3 separate regions of the Sus scrofa genome follow, and regions 1 and 3 are each linked to region 2. The links are chromatin contacts, called in public HiChIP or PLAC-seq and promoter capture Hi-C maps. All regions are on one chromosome and are shown on one strand. Each heading gives the region's core, a stretch centred on a gene start, on an enhancer-like site or on the middle of the called end of the contact. The rest is flanking DNA. Distances are from core to core; before and after follow the strand shown. Region 1 holds the start of APC (APC, WNT signaling pathway regulator). Region 2 holds the start of NREP (neuronal regeneration-related protein). Region 3 holds the start of SRP19 (signal recognition particle 19 kDa protein).

Region 1 (2,700 bases), core at 78-2,577, 520 kb after region 2:
TGAAATGAATTCAAATGAAGGGGCAAGGGCAAAACCATGACTGTGACTGAAATTAAGACCCATATCTCCAAATACAAGGCTAGTGCTCATTCTTTTCACCTAAGACTTTGAAAGTGATCCCTGCCTCCCAGGACTCCCTTTTCTCCTCAGGTGACAGTGGGTTGCACCAGGTTTATCCCTGACTCTACCCGTTGGAGAACAGATGACACCTGAGTCCCTTAATTCCCCTTGTTAGGGGCCTTCCAGTTGCTGAACTCCAGTATTGTCATGACTAGCCAGTGTTATAACTTGTCTGTCATATTTTATGTACTGAATTTTTAGTATAGAAACATTTTTGTAGTGTCCAGATCTTTAAGTATTGCTTGAGTACTAACTTTGTTGTACTTTTTTAGCTCTTAAAGATAGGTAGAATTTCATTTATTCCAAGGTGAGTTTGGCATTAAACTAAAAAGAGAATCTAGGTTTTTGGAACTTGGCTGGTCTTAATTCCTAGCAGGGACCCCTTAGTACTGGGATCTCTCCTATGTCTTTCTCTTCTCCCCTCTTCTTTTACAGTCGTGTTAATTAATTTCCATGCTCTGCTTCACTTCTCTTTGACAGTCTCTGCTACTAAAATCATCCATTTTCTTTAAATGTCTTTCAGCCTCATTCTGAGCACAGTGGGTCCCAAGACACATATGTCATAGCATGGCCTATTATATTCATTCTTGCAGATAAATTAATAGAATTTTATATTACTAATTATTATCATCTTTCCGTCCTGAAGATCTCCCTTGTGTCTGTTTTGTTAAATGACTGCCTTTTTAATGAGGGTTTCTTAGATCTTCATACTTCCCCATGAATGATGTTTAAGACTAGCCTTTTATCAAGTGAAAAGTGATAGAATGCAATATTCATTACCCCATTCTGGCTATAAAATTATGTGACTACTGGACCAAACCCAGAAATAAATGAACATTACCAATGTAAATAAATCTCTTATCAGTGGTTATATTTCCTAAGTTTTTTCTGTAAGGTCATTTAAAATATCTTTAAAACCTTGAAAACAATTCTGACCTGATAGGAATCTCTTCCACCTGGGAAAAAGGCAAATATCTTCAAACACTTCTATTTTATTCCTGTTTGTCTTCAGTTAAGACCCTTGTGTCTTATCCTCTTAGAAAGATGCTGCTACTTGCACGATACTGTTTTGAGACTGAAATGACCACATTAACACAGTTCTTATTAAATGTCTCCAGGGTTTTATTTCTTTATCCCTTTCTTTGTGAACAAGCAGCCACTTTATTTTTTAGTAGTGAATTTTCAAAATCCTTTTTAACCTTATAGGTCCAAGTGTAGCCAAGGATGGCTGCAGCTTCATATGATCAGTTGTTAAAGCAAGTTGAGGCACTGAAGATGGAGAACTCAAATCTTCGACAAGAGCTAGAAGATAATTCCAATCATCTTACAAAACTGGAAACTGAGGCATCTAATATGAAGGTATCAAGACTGTGACTTTTAATTGCAGTTTATCCATTTTTATTTAGTATTCCTTCCTATAAACTTGGGGTTAGGCAGTTTACTCACTTAAAAGTGTTATTTTTAAGTTAAGCAGTAATTTGTAAACTCTTTCTTGCAAAAGTTAACACTTACATTTTTAACCACAATGTTTTGAGTTCATCTAGCTAATCTTATAAGGAAAATGATTGTAAAACTCCAGTGACTAGTCACTTAGTTCTTAGTTTTGTTTTGTTTTGTTGGTTGTGCCCATGGCATGTGGAAGTTCCTGGGCCAGGTATCCAACCCATGCTGCAGTTGTGGCCGGCGCCACAGCTGAGGCAGCACCAGATCCTTAATCCACTGTGCCACAAGGGAACTTGCAGTTCCTCATTATTTTTAAGATTAAAAATAAGAGACCAACTTTACCATCACTGTACTGAGGCTGGGTGTTCTTTATAGTCCATAGAAACTAGGCTCACAACTTTAGAATATGTCCTAAGTACTAAAAATAGCCATCCTCCCCAACTCAGATCTTGTCCTCACTTAAGTGTTTCAATGATGGATGATCCAAGAAAGCAAGGTGCCCTAGTGGGAAGAGTCCTGAATTAAAAATCAGTACCTGGAGTTCCCATTGTTGCTAAGCAGGTTCTGGATGTTGTCTCTCTGAGAGTATGGGTTCAATCCCTGGCCTTGCTCAGTGGGTTAAGGATCCAGTATTGATGTAAGCTGTGGCATAGGTCACAGATGCAGCTTGGATCTGGTGTTGCTATGGCGGTGGCATAAGCTGCAGATGCAGCTCCAATTCAGCCCCTAGCCCAGGAACTTTCATATGCTGCAGGTGTGGCCATTAAAAAAAAAAAAAAGAAAGAAAGAAGAGAAAGTACCTGGTTGGTCCTGCTCCTGGTTTTGCCATAGTGAAGTTTTACCCAAACCTTAGGTACCCTGCTAGACTTAAGTTGCCTTTTTGGAAAATACAGTCATTGCACTAAAGCAGATGATGTTCATGTCACCTTCAGGCTCTGAAATTGGTTTGCCAAATAGCATAGAAAAGCTGTGATAACCTCCAAGAAAGTTAGAAAATACTCAGCCTGTATTTGGGAAAAAATATGTTGCAATTTCAAAATAATTGAGGTTAAAACTTCAGCTGTTTTAATTTCTAGTTACTTAGGCAGATTCTCTTCTCCCTGAATTAATAACTATAGAATTGGAGATCACCAACAA
Region 2 (2,700 bases), core at 131-2,630:
GGTGTGACGACCACTGGGCTATGGGCTTGCATTTTATGTTTTCTTCGTCCTTCCTTCCTTTCCTTCCTCTCTCTCCTTTTTTTTTTTTTTTTTTTTTTTCTTTCCTCCCTCCCTCTTTTTCTTTCTTTTCTGTTTCTTTTTGCTTCAAAGAAACAAAGAAAGGTCCTGGGAGGTGGTCCCTGAATAAGTCTCTACTAGGACTTACAGGTGCAGGGAGCCCCAGGTGCTACCAGTCAGCCCAAATGACTGCAGCCTCTATCCTTTCAATGAGGAATGGTTATCAGCATAAAGCCAATTAACCACCTCAACTTTCTTTCTGGTACTGATCGCTTCTAAAATTTCAGCATAAAATCCCAACTCCTTACCACAGGTACAAAGCCTGACAGGATTTGCTCCTGCCTGTCACCTACACTGCATCTCAAGCCACCCTGCCCTCCTGCCACTGCTCCAGCGACACTGGCCAAGGCCTGCTTCTGAGCACCTGAAATGGGACTAGTCTGAACTCAAATGTACTGGTAATATAAGATATATACTGGACTTTGAAGACTTAGTACGAATAAAAAAATGCAAATACATCATCAATGATTTTATATTGATTACAGGTTGCAATGACAATATTGAGCACATGGTGAATTACTGTTAAGATTAATTTAGCTGGTTCCTTTTACCTTTTTTTGCGGCTTTTCCAACATTTAAAATAACATTCATGGAGTTCCCATTGTGGCTCAGCGGTTAAGGAACCCGACCAGTATCCATGAGGACACAGTTCCATCCCTGGCCTCACAAAGTGGGTTAAGGATCCGGCATTGCCATGAGCTATGGTGTAGGTCACCGATGCGGCTTGAATCCCAAGCTACTGTGGCCATGGTGAAGGCCAGCAGCTACAGCTCTGATTCAACCCCTACCCCTAGCCTGGGAACCTCCATATGCAGCGGGTGCGGCCCTAGAAAAACAAATAAAATAAATATATAAAATAATATTCCTTGTTTGCACTAGATTCCTACCAAACAGCGCGTCTCTATCACATTTTACCCCCTTTTGTTTCTTTTTTGGTACTTACACTATCTGGACTTAACAGTGTCCATGTTACCTGTTTTGTGTCTTTCTCACGCAACTAGTCTGTCTCATTCACACCTGACTGCCAGGCATTTAGAAAAGAGCATGAAGCATACTAAGTACTCAATAAATATTTCTGAAATTAATGACCTTACTCTTCCTCAGCTGGAGACGGTGAGCTCTGTCCTCCCTCAGAACACGAGGTCTCAAGTCCTTCGGGCTACACCCGCAGCTCAGCGGTGACCGTGTGCCCGTAACACTGCGAAGAAGGGTGGGTAGAAAGTCACGCTTGATAAAAGCTCCTTCGGCGCCGGAAAAACTAGTTGCACGATGCCTCGGGAGTCGGGAGTTCAGCGCGCAAACACGCCTTTCTCACAAAGCTTTCTCATGGAGCCCCGCCCCTCAGCCAATCACTATGCACTTCGCCCTCCAGCCACATGGTGGCGTCTCGCGGGGGCGCGGCGGTCGATGGTACAGTCCATTCTCCCCCCCTCGCGCAGTGGGTCCTTCCAGTCATAGAAAAGCATTGTGGGAAGAGTGCGCAGCCTTTCCACCTTCGGCGTTGCGTCCGGATGTTCTGTCCGGGAGTTTCGAGGATGGCTGCAGCCTTCGGACGCGTGGCCACATGGCCTCTGACCGCCGGGGCCCCGGGCAGGAGCGCGCGGCCGCCTTGAGTCTGGTGAGGCCCGCGCCGCAGCAGTTCCAGGGCCGAGAGTCCCCGGCCCTAAATGCGTGGAGGGCAGCGGCCAGTTCTAGCTCCCGCCACGTTGTCGATGGGACCTCAGGAGGCCCCGAAGTGGCCCCCTGCCAGGGCTCTCTCGCCAGGAGCTGGAGCGATGGCTTGGGGGGCGTTTGAGTTTCATAGACTGTATGTCAAAGAAATTTTAATGGAAGCGGAGATTTCTTGGCTCTGAAAGGAAAAGGCCACGCCGTGTAACTGCACCTATGTCTGCCTGCCAGTGTGAAATCGGGTCAGCGCGGAAGTGCCGTTTAAGGTTTAGATCTTCATAACTTTCAGGATGCAGAACTTGGATTTTAAGATGCGGAAATTAGTGTCACCAGCTTTGGAGGTGAGTTGCTTCGAAGTTTGACGATATTAAAAGACTTAGGCTTTTGTTTCTGAGTCGTAAAGGAGAATGTGGAGCTGCGATTAGTTCCCCTCAGCTCTAATCAACAGAACAAATCATCGCAGTTGCTTTGGGGTCTGGAACTTTGGGCCACACAGCATTGCTTCCGCGGTTTTCTTGCAGCCTTTGTGTTGCCCATTCACTTTTGGCAACTAGTGAATGTGGTGTCAAAAAAGGCAAAAATCAAACACTTTTGCAGCCTTTTACTGCCTTTGTATTTGATATCTTCGGTGTAGGAGCTGCTTAAGTAACAGTTAGCTCATGTTACTTGCATAAGTGATTTTGATTCTGCCAGTGTTAGGTGTTTCTCTTAACCGGTTTTAATTTTTGTTCAGCTGAAAGATGGACGCTTGAAGCATAGACTCGCTAGCTTAATCCATGACTATGAGGAAGCAGAAAGATGACCTAAGGTAAGTTGATACTTCAGAATGAGAAACTTTCTAGGTTGGGGTGCCTTCTCTAGTAGGTATTAGTTAATAATTGTTCATTATTTGTTTGGCAGTATTAGTACTGCTAT
Region 3 (2,700 bases), core at 153-2,652, 600 kb after region 2:
CAGCGAAATTTCTCCTGCCCACCTTGATCTTTGCTTTCCACCTTTGTGAACCCCGTCCCTACCCAAAAGCCTCAACCAAGGTTGTTAGGTTGAATTTATTGGCACATCTATATGAGGAATACTGATTACACTTGAAAAAAGTACGGTCAATTCCTGAAGGCCTTTCATCATCTCTGCAATTTTCTGTGTACCACTTTATCCTCTAGTTTAACTCGCTTTTCCGCAAGCATCCACATTTTAAAACTTTGTATTCACTTGTTTTATAATCATTAGTGTGGTAACAATATTGCCACTCGCCCTCCCCTTCTCTTTGAACTCCTACAATATTTTAACAATAGTGTAGAGTTAAACAGGCATTACAGCATGGAATGCCACTCAAAAACATCGGCCCCATTGAGTCCCTATGTATAAACCAGGAACTATAACCACTTTTAATATTGGTCTTTTTGTCTCAAATTACTTACATGGCTCTGAAAAAACAACCCCACTGTAAACTACTGCATGTGTGTATTAAACCTAAGACTGCCTTGTTCATTTCACACCTTGTCTATATATCACATTTTTCTATATATCGTATTTATGGTAACATAAAATGTTGATTTTCTTAAAGTATGTGAATTTTCTTGTGATGCAACTAAAGTATGAAAGTGAAGTCCTGAACCATCTATTTCAAAGTCTGGATTCATTTCATCCCTACATGTTTGGTTTGGCCAGGCATGAAGATTTTTTTACAGGACTCTTGTTCACTTTAGAAAGAAGTAAAACATTTATATCTGGTACTAAGGCACTAGTACAAGGATGATTGAGAGGCAGGAATTGAGAGGATGGAGAAAAGTCAGGAGCTTACAGTCAGACCAGCTGGGCATCTATGCTCAGCCATCATTAGTACGATGATAATGGGCAAATTACCCATCACTGAGACTCAAGCTTTTGGGAAGACTTGTTTATTTTGTTTTTTTTTTTTCATCCGTAAAAGGGAAAATACCTATTTTGCCTTGCCCCCTTTTTGTTGGTTTTTGTTTTTAATAAGCAGCCGCTAAGAAAATAGGAATGAATGTGTGTTTAGTTTAGGAACAGAATCCTCAAATAGTGCTTTGCAATTAACCTAAAATATATAAAAATAGTGAATTTTAGGGTAGAAGTTTTGAAAGGTGTATAGTCACAGTGCAAGTAATTTAGCCAGTTCCACACCATAAAAATGCTTTTTTGCCAAGTTGAAAGCAAGCTGCAGGGCCCAAAAGCGGTTAAAAATTTGCTTACTCTAACAACCTGCTCGGAATTCACAGATTACTGTGGCGTAGGGCCCTACTCCAAGTGGGAGAGAGTTTAGCACAAAACTCAGCGTAGAATTGAATTCAGATAAGAGCATGAACGTGGAATCCAAGTTTAGCTGTCGCGCATGCGCCCCAAAGGCCGGCTTTGAGAAAGGAAGGAGTTGGTCGCGTTCTCAGGTCGTCTCGCGAGAATTGGAGATTGCATCGCCACGTCAGAAACTAGCAATCTTGGCGCCTAGGGACAGGTGCTGGAACAGACCGACTGTGAAAAGCCGCGGTCGCGTAGGCGTTTTCGGTGGGCTGGACTTCCGCCGGAAACGGGGTGGCCTGGAACCTCTCCTAGTGGAGATTCCGCTGTTTTTTTTTCCTCTTCTGGTCGTGTCTTGGCACTGTCTGGGCCTGAGTGAAGATGGCTTGCGCCGCCGCACGGTCCCCGGCCGACCAGGACAGGTGGGTCCGGAGAGAGGAAGAGGCCCGAGGCAAGCTCGCCGGTGCTGCAGCGCCTTCAGCAGCCGCGAGAAAGGCCGGGGGAGCTCGGCCCGAACCCCAGGCCTCGCCTCCCTCAGGCCAGCTGCGCCAGCCTGTTCGCAGGGCCCCTAGTTTCCGACTTTACGTAGCTCACTATTTACCTGTACGTGAGACAAAGGGCTCTGGATGCTACGTCAACATTACGTTAAGTAGTCACAAAATGAAAAAATCTCTTGTAATTGTTAGTACGTTCGGAAAGGCTTATTTGGTTTCTTTCGAGTCCTTTATACCTGTGACACCGTACGTTCTGTGTAAGAAAGCGGGCTCCCACCCTCGGGAATTTTTGACAGGCATTTGTACCCAACTCAACAGCGACTTTGTATCTCACTGAGCAGTATTTTTTGTTTAAATGTTATCTAGCAAGTGATTTTTTTTAAACATCTAAAGTAATAAGTTAATGGTTACTTTTAAGTAGTGGGGAGACAATTTAAAGAAAAAAGTAAATAATAGTATATGTGTACCGGTAGTCCTAATGATGACGAATGAATGAATTTTTGAAAATATTGCTCTAGTGATGCCAGCTGGGTTTTTCCTGTGGCAGGTTCATTTGTATCTATCCTGCATATTTAAATAACAAGAAGACCATTGCGGAGGGGAGGCGAATTCCCATAAGTAAGGTAAGCAGGCTGGAATCTTTGGACTTGAGGGTCTGGGGAGGTTGTCCTGTTAGAGACACAAAGTTTTCTTTCACTTGTTGGCCTGAGGAGAACAGCAAGCAAGAATTGGGGTGTTTTCCTTAATGGCAAAACCAGGAGTTCCATTGTGGCGGGGCAGGTTAAGGATCCCACATTGCCCTACTTCTGGTGGAATCACAGCTGCAGCTCTGATGGGTATGACACAAATCAAAAAAGAAAAGAATGGTGAAACCAGAAGGGTACAGATTCGAAGTTCCTGTGGT

Evidence for each region. Promoter capture Hi-C pulls out the DNA fragments that hold promoters and counts their contacts. HiChIP or PLAC-seq counts read pairs in DNA pulled down with a chosen protein or histone mark.
Region 1: a contact with region 2 is called in an H3K27ac HiChIP or PLAC-seq map of skeletal muscle, with 5 times the contacts expected there. The contact joins the promoter of APC here to the promoter of NREP in region 2. A contact is called at or near these places in 5 of 47 Hi-C or Micro-C datasets (embryonic fibroblasts, epiblast stem cells, liver and 2 more) and 1 of 2 datasets of contacts at active chromatin or transcription factors (skeletal muscle).
Region 3: a promoter capture Hi-C map of liver shows a contact between it and region 2, with 4 times the contacts expected there. The contact joins the promoter of SRP19 here to the promoter of NREP in region 2. A contact is called at or near these places in 1 of 5 promoter capture datasets (liver) and 1 of 2 datasets of contacts at active chromatin or transcription factors (alveolar macrophages).

The regions. Positions count from the first base shown.
Region 1 is chr2:116,983,930-116,986,629 of Sscrofa11.1, reverse strand. APC (APC, WNT signaling pathway regulator) reads left to right here and starts at 1,327. Exons shown (of 16, transcript NM_001206430.1): 1 at 1,327-1,479. The coding sequence starts at 1,345.
Region 2 is chr2:117,504,531-117,507,230 of Sscrofa11.1, reverse strand. NREP (neuronal regeneration-related protein) reads right to left here and starts at 1,380. Exons shown (of 7, transcript XM_021084633.1): 1 at 1,212-1,380. It overlaps LOC100518827, which reads left to right. Exons shown (of 4, transcript XM_013995035.2): 2 at 1,252-2,126; 3 at 2,519-2,593. The coding sequence ends at 1,912.
Region 3 is chr2:116,900,203-116,902,902 of Sscrofa11.1, reverse strand. SRP19 (signal recognition particle 19 kDa protein) reads left to right here and starts at 1,402. Exons shown (of 5, transcript XM_003480890.4): 1 at 1,402-1,724; 2 at 2,344-2,419. The coding sequence starts at 1,684.